Regions from separate parts of the Dromaius novaehollandiae genome. Here region 1 is linked to region 2. A link is a contact called in public Hi-C data. All regions are on one chromosome and are shown on one strand. Each heading gives the region's core, a stretch centred on a gene start, on an enhancer-like site or on the middle of the called end of the contact. The rest is flanking DNA. Distances are from core to core; before and after follow the strand shown.

What was found. A called contact is a pair of places that touch in the nucleus more often than the background predicts.
Region 1: a Hi-C map of brain shows a contact between it and region 2, with 8 times the contacts expected there. The contact joins the promoter of ANXA4 here to the promoter of ANTXR1 in region 2. A contact is called at or near these places in 2 of 4 Hi-C or Micro-C datasets (brain and ovary).

The regions. Positions count from the first base shown.
Region 1 is chr26:4,286,347-4,290,012 of bDroNov1.hap1, forward strand. ANXA4 (annexin A4) reads left to right here and starts at 2,197. Exons shown (of 19, transcript XM_026111494.2): 1 at 2,197-2,314; 2 at 2,839-2,935. It overlaps AAK1 (AP2 associated kinase 1), which reads right to left and starts at 1,910. Exons shown (of 18, transcript XM_064497658.1): 1 at 1,667-1,910; 2 at 1,238-1,545. The coding sequence starts at 1,400.
Region 2 is chr26:4,013,704-4,017,541 of bDroNov1.hap1, forward strand. ANTXR1 (ANTXR cell adhesion molecule 1) reads left to right here and starts at 1,654. Exons shown (of 17, transcript XM_064497888.1): 1 at 1,654-2,184. The coding sequence starts at 2,033.

The sequences.
Region 1 (3,666 bases), core at 947-3,446, 270 kb after region 2:
CGCTATTTTCCCACGTTACCAGGACAAGGCCAGTGTGCATAAAGCAAGACTGCGGCGACTACTCAGGTTTAACTTGTCTAGTTCCTCAACTCCTAGGGCCAAAGCGTCTTAGAAGTATCAGCCAAGGCAAAACCATATCGCAAATTCCAGTTCAGGGAGAAGAAAAAAAACAAACAAACCCCGCTATGTTTACGAGCTGAAGGACTGTTTCTGGTGCTCCTCTCAGCCTGGTGTTGAGCAGAACCTACGCATCAGAAAACCACCTCTGAGAAAAACGCTCACGATTCTATATTCTTTCACACTGAGATGATTTTCACAAACATGTACACACACACACAGGGGCCCTTTTAGGTCTCACATTTTAGGGTTCTTTCTGTAAAAGAAAATACCCATCCTCCCACTCAGCTCTCATACGCTAGCTACCCTCTCCTTTGCAATTACAAGATCAAAAGCAAACACTTTTCACCAAAATTACAAAAGATGCTGTGCAGGATTTGGCCTGGGAGTAGGTCTAAAGAGACGAACATCTCTCTGAAGGTTGAGGCTAAGGTTACCATCCAGACACACTCACAAGATACCCTAGGGCCCAAACAAATGAAATGTAAAATGATAGTTAAAGCAGCAGTGTTGGTTACAGTTTAAAAAAAAAAAATACCACCAGCTTTCTGCACTGCAAGGACTGTACACCTAGGGAGCTCTATAACCCCTACTGTTCATTTTTTCTTCCTACAGTGTGGTGGGTTTTTTTTTTTTTTGGAAGAAAAAACAATTAGGTTTACCATTTTCCTTGCAGAAACCTCACACAAACAGCAACCCCCCATCTCAGGTAAGAGCTGGCTCTACTCAGCCTATGCAAGTGCATGATAAACCCACAAGGAATCTACTCCAGCGTTTCCTTCCCCTCTCCCCGAGCTAGGGAAGGAGGGACCCGGCTGGAGAAAGTTAGGAGACTGCTGCTTTCTTTGTTTACAGGTAGGTTATTCTCCACTGGAACATACAATAATTTTGTCTTCATTAAAAAATATATGCACGCAAGCTGCGAGGCGGGAAAAGCACGAACTTCAGAAACGCCTGCGATTCCCACAGAGGTGAAAACACGAGGGATAAGGCAAAGCCGCGCTGGGCAACCCGGGAGCGGGGAAGCCGCAGGGGTGCGGGTCCCTCAAGGGCAACGAAACGCGAGGGGGAGAGAGGGGAGGCCCGGGGGCGGCGGCCGCGGCAGGCCCGGGCGCCTCACCTTCGGCCAGCACCTCGTCCACCGTCACCTGGCAGCGGCCGATGCTGAACACCCGCCCGATGTAGCCGCTGCCGGGGCCGCCGCTGCCGCCGCCGCCGCCGCTGGCGCCCGAGCCCGGGCCCGAGCCGCCCTGCTCCCGCCGCGAGTCGAAAAACTTCTTCATGGCTCAGGGCCGCCGCCGCCGCGGGGGCGATGCCGCCGCCGCCGCCGCCGCCGGGGTCCCGCTGCCGCCGCCGGGCTCCTGCGAGGGGAGGGACGGCGGCGCCGGGCGGGAGGGAGCGAGCCGCGGTCTCCGCGGGGATTCACACCTGCAACAGCGGGGGAGGCGGTTAGCGCCGCGCCGGTGCCCCGGCCCCAGCCCCGGCCCCGCCGCCCCCTCACGCCGCCGCCGCAGCCCCCTCGCGGCGCCCCGGCCGGGCCGCCCGGTACCTGCGCGCGGGCGGCGGGTGCCTCCATGCAGCCCGAGCCGGCCCGCCCCAGCGCCGGGCGCCGCGGGTCACGGCGGGGGCCGCCTGCCGGCAGGGCCCGGGGCCCGCATCGCTGCGCGGACGCGGCGCGGCGGAGCTCCCGGCGGCCACCGAGCCCGTCAGGCACCGAGGCCGCCGCCGCCGCCCCCCGCCGGCCCCATCCGACCAGGAAATGGGCCGTCACAGGAAGTCCCGGCCGCAGCGCCGCCCCCGCCTCGCCGCCGGCCTCCGCTCGCCGCTCCTCGGCCCCGCCGCCGCCCCGCTCCCGCCTCGCTCCCGCCGCCCCCGGCCGCCTCAGCGCCGCGCAGGGGCCAGGAGCCCTGCTGAGGGGAGTGGGGGGGCGTAATGGCGGCGGCCGCCCGCGCCGCGCGGCATCCTGGGAGCGGTAGTTCCGACGGGCGCCGCGCCGCCCCCACCCCCCCGAGCGGCGGACTACAACTCCCGTCAGGCAGCGCGGCGCGGGCAGCGCCGTTATGCGGGGCCGTGAGGGGATGGGGGGGGGGGATGGGGTCCCCTCCGCCGAGGAGAGCGCGTCCTGTCAGGGAGGGCCGCGGCCCGCGCTGTGGCGAGCGGCCCTCAAGTGCCTTCATACGCCTTTATTTTCTCCAGGGTACGCTTAGGCCTTGGCGTTTTCCTGTTGTAATAATAAAAACTCTCCACCGTGGCATCGTGTCAGGTAGCCTAAGGCTTGTCTTCACGCAGGCCCTGCTTGCAGCTGATTGACAATCTCAATTTTTATTTTTTTTAATTACACGCTAAAGAAAATAACTCCCTACCCCCAAAATGTACCTGCTCGGGGGGCAGAGAGGTGCTCAGGCACTCAGCCATACCCCAAAATCTCAAAACTCTAGTGTTTTAAATCTACCGGGGTTTTTTTGTGAAGCCTGGCTCAGTGCTGTTTCTAAATGCATTTGCCAAAGTTAGAAGTTTATTTAGTTTCCTGTTTCAAAGCAATTTGGGGGTTTTATAGACCCATGAAGTATGATTTGTGGGTGCTCAGTACCTTTCGGGACATGACGCGTGCAATAATGCTCTCCACGTGCCCAGAGCACTCGCTGGCTTTAGCGTATGTACTCTAGGACTGAACCTCGGATTTACTGTTAAATTCTGTCTTTTCCCTCCTCCCCGCTCCAGGACCCATCTAGTTTGCAAGCTTGCAGTGAGACGTTCATAAGCAGCGGTGCAGCTAATCCAAGGAATCCCAAAACCACGTGTCAGACTTCAAAGCATGGTGAGTTTAGCTTTAATCTTGTGAATTTTTCTTTAAATGCACTTTGGGTTCTTTTTGGCCTTTTTCTTAGTTCTCAGGACTCAGGAGAGCTTTAGATTTTCCAGGCGTTTCTGCAGCAGCCATCTCTGCTTTCCGCACGTGTTAACTGGGAGGGCCAGAGCCAGGGTTTTGAGTGGCAAAGGGGAATGTTAAACCAGCAAGAATTGGTTTTCCTAGCCTGCAACCTGGAACACAAAAACCTGCAGAGTCTGTGGCCGCGAGAGGAGTGCCCCTGCAAAAGCCGTGCTCTCATTCCTCAGCTCTGGCTGGGGCAGAAGGTGCGGCAAAAGAGGAAACCAGAATGCATTTGCATTTTCCTAATGACTATTATTTCCTGTATGATGGTAATAACTGCAGCCATCGTGCTGACAAGCCCCAGTCCCAAGTGTATGGGCCAGGCAGGCCCTGGCTTTTGTGGGCTGGCAAAAATGTTTACCCTGAATTTTGTTTTAAGAAAGAGAACTGTGATGAAAACAACTGAGTAGCTAAAACACCCTGGAGAATATGTTGGGAAACAACATGCAAGCGAAAGAGATTACGAGCTTTGCACCGTTCTTTTTCCTGCATCGCTACCTTGCGTGAATGGGCTAGCTTTTGGGCAGAGGCTTTCAACAGTGCCAAGAAGACAGGATCAGCGTGTTGTAAATGGATCTAATTGCTTTTGCCAATATTTGGAGACTTTTAAGATACAT
Region 2 (3,838 bases), core at 404-2,903:
TCTACACTATTGTACCCTCTAGCAGCATCACTACACAGAGCCTAAACAGGTAGAGATACAAACCAGCAAGCACCTCCTCCACCTCTTTTTCAGCACTACCCAAAAAGAAGCTCCTCCCCTTACATTTTGCCCACCCAGGGTTGGTGCAGGTGCAAACCCCCAGCTTGGGCAGCCTTGCAGCTGCCTCAGTAAAAGGCGCTCAAACATTTCCCAGGGTCTCGTTCCTGCCTGCGATAGGAAATCTCATAACCTCACATAGATCTTTACCTACACAACAACAAGCCTTGTTACTATTCTTCCTTCATACTCAGAGAGGAAGCGAAACTCGCATGCACACTCCCAACTTCTTGAATTTAGGTGTGGATGCTGAAAATATCCATCTGCAAAACACCTGGTTCTGCCCCTGACTAACCCTTGAGATGCTTTGACTTCCAAGGGATCTCTATTTCTGTCAGCTCTGGTCAGCATTTGACAGTAGGACCAGGGAGGTACCTGGCATTTGCCCATGTCTCCTTAGTGTTCACACCAGAGGTGATGGAGCTGGTGTACTTGATGCGCATAACTGGGTGTGGGGAGAGAGAATACTCCCAAAGTTTTAATCATCGATGCAGCAAGGTGCCTGACTCACTTGTATTCCAGGTGTTTCCACTTCTGTCAAAAGTCTGTCATGCTGTTTGTCATTTTCCCATGAAACCTAATCTGCTGCTTTTCCTGTTTTTTCCTCAGATTGTCAACTTTTGCTAAGAATTTTTTAAAAGACAAATTTAACTCTTTAAGCAACAAAGAACAGCTTGAAAGACTGGCTCCAGTGCACTCCCCTGTCCGAAATCTGCCCAGGTGCTGTGGTGCTTAATGCCAACACCTGAAGCTGCTCAGCTAATCGGCAGTTAGCACTCAGAGACCAGCTGTGTTGCTGCAGCCTGAGAGGATTTGGGAGTGAAGAGGGGGAAGCCTTGTCCTTTGCACCTCTGATTTAGTTGCTGCCTGTCCTGGGGGCTGATAGGGTCTTTAGCATGTGGGCTCCTCTGTCTTGGAAGTGTTTTCTTTTTTTAAGCTAGCTTTTTTGCACTGGTGGGTTTTGGTGCCTGTGCTGCTGCTTGTAGAGGGAGGCAGCAGATGTGAGTGAGGTTGAAGCAAAGTTTCCTGGCTAGCTCTTGGGGAAGAGGGAGGGTTTAGACTTTGGCTGAAGTGAGCCCTCTAAGGATAGTTAGAGGGAGAAGCCTGCCTTGTCAACGCTGGCAATGCTTGGTAAAAATGCTTTAGTGTTTCCTCAGGATGAGGAAAATAGGAGGGGGTAAATGTGGCATGGCTTGTTTTTGCTGGGATGTAGACTAGCTTCAGTACATACTGCTAAGCTACTCCAGGTTTATATTGGTCTCTAAGCCTAAAGATCAGGTAATGGTCTGTGTGGGAAACAAAGCTGTGTCTGCGTAATGCTGTGTAGCTCCCGTAAGCTAGCTGCTTCTCTGTTTGTGCCCGAAGCTGCTGTAGTACATGCTTAGTATGCTCAGAGCACAAACGATGTAATTAATGTCTTTGAAGACACTTCAGTCAGCCCGAGTTTTCACCACAAGGTGGCATTCGCTGAGCTTTTTTTTCCCTCAAGGAAAAATAAAACCTACCATCCTTAATAATAACAATAATAACTAAGGAGAAAAAAAGAAATCCAAGCCCTCCCCCATATTTTCTTAAGTCTGGGACAAAGTAAGATTTGTTAGGAGGCTGCTCATTCTGTTGCAAAACAATGGTGCTGCTTTCAGAGAGCTGCAAGTGAGACAGGGTCAAGTCCCTTTAAAAAAAAAAAAAAAGGTGGAATACAGTATTGTGCATCTTGAAATCTGAAACCAAGAAACAGAAGTGCAAGGGAAACAGGGGGAAAGTCTTGCAATTTCTGAGGACAACTGTTGCAAGTGGAGTTTTAAGGAGTAAAATATATATGTATATATTTAAAGGTCATTGAATGGCTTTTGTGGGGAAGTCTGTGAAATAAAGGAGCCTTGGAAGAAGAGTTTTTTCCTTCTTTCTGGATATAATGGCCATTGCAAAGGAAAGAATCTGGAGATTTGGCTTCAAATGTTTCTTTTTAGCAACACTTTTGCTAGCCTGTGATGGACAAGGTGGAAAGAGAGAGAACGGTGGTCCTGCCTGTTATGGAGGATTTGATTTGTATTTCATTCTAGACAAGTAAGTCAGTTCTACTTTGTTCTTTTTCAGAGAAATCTTTCCAAGGCATGAACTGGAATGGCATGCACTGACACTGAGGAGATTTTCTTTGGATTCTGGTTTTGTAGAAGTTGCTGCGTCCCCAAGGGACCTGCAAAAGTCCTTACTGTTCTGGTTTTATTTTTGTTGTGGTAGCTTCTTTAGTGAGTCTAGTATATAATCCCATTGTGTTCTGTAAATCAAGCTATTTACTTTGCTGTGGCTGGTATGGATGTTCTAATGTGTACTTCATCCTGTAGTTTAAGACAGTTGTTGGGAGAAGAGCAGCGCACACCTTTGATATCCCTATGAACTGTGAAGGGTGAGGAACTCAGAAAAGCAAGGTTTGGAGAGTTACTATTGCAGGCACTAATTTTGTAGCTGGAAACTCGGAGGAAATACGAGCCTGCCTGGAGAACTACTACTGTATCGTTTTTCTGTTAGCTCTAAATGTTCTAGTGCAAGCAGCTTACAGATAAAGACAGGTCTCCTAAGGTGGCTAGTCAGTTTGAAGGAGCCTGGTTTTTTTGTCATTGTGATGGAAGATAGCAGGAGTGCTTTATTTAAAGTGTGTTTTATTTTCCCTACTCTGAGTCATGTTTTCTTTGTTTCCAGTTAATTAAATGCGTATTTTGACTGCTTAACTGTTTACACTGGAGATAACTTCCTACTCATTTTGTTCATCACTATTCTGATAGTGTCATCATCTTGGCACTGGTAACTATGTCTCTTTAAAGGCCTTCAGATTGTCCTCTGAACAATATGAGACAGAGATGTGCTGAGTTTTGGAGAGCTTCATATTGAAGCAATAAAATAACTTAGTTAAAAGTGTAATAAGTACTCGTTAAAATGCCTGTCCCAGTTTCCTTAATTTAAAATAGCTATTTTTAGCAAAAAAATGGGGGGGAATACTGGAGAACGTGCATGCCAGAGCATATTCTCTCATTGTGATATTGATGTTATTAGCCATAAATTTAATGGAGAGGAATGTATTTTAAAGTTGCCAAAACTGCTTGCAGATAAAGCTTTATAACTCCTCCTCATGAACGTTTTGCAGCAGCTCCCACGTTCCATTAGTATAAAAGACTTTGAATTACATAACGCACTATTACAAAATACTGGGTTAAAAAGTAAGATAAGTACACTGGACACTTCAGTAAGCTTGTTGCCCAAATACTCTAGGGGAGAGGGATTTTCATTTTTGTTTTACTTCATTCAGTGGAAAGATCATTATATCTAATGCATTTTGTTGCTTCGGATATTCTATTGTTAGTTGGAATACTTGCTCTTATGGCTAGATAGGGGGAAAATGAACTGTCATTTGTAGTGCAGGGAGCTTTCACAAGCTGAAAGTTGAAGCAGAAATGAAGGGTTTTTCAAATCCGATAGCTGTGTTCTGTTATGTGTTGGAGCTAGCATAATTTTAACAGCCTTCTCCCCCCCGCCCCCCATACTGTCCCACTGAAAGGCGTAACTACTTAGGCTTGCTCAAGGGATTGTGAATTTCAGTGGAAATGTGAAGTTTGGGCCAAACTTCACAGAGGCAGGTTACCTCAGTGTATGTATCAAGGTATCCAACAATAAACCCTGCTTTGTAACAAGTTGCAGGATCACTATCTCTGGCATTTTTCTTGTG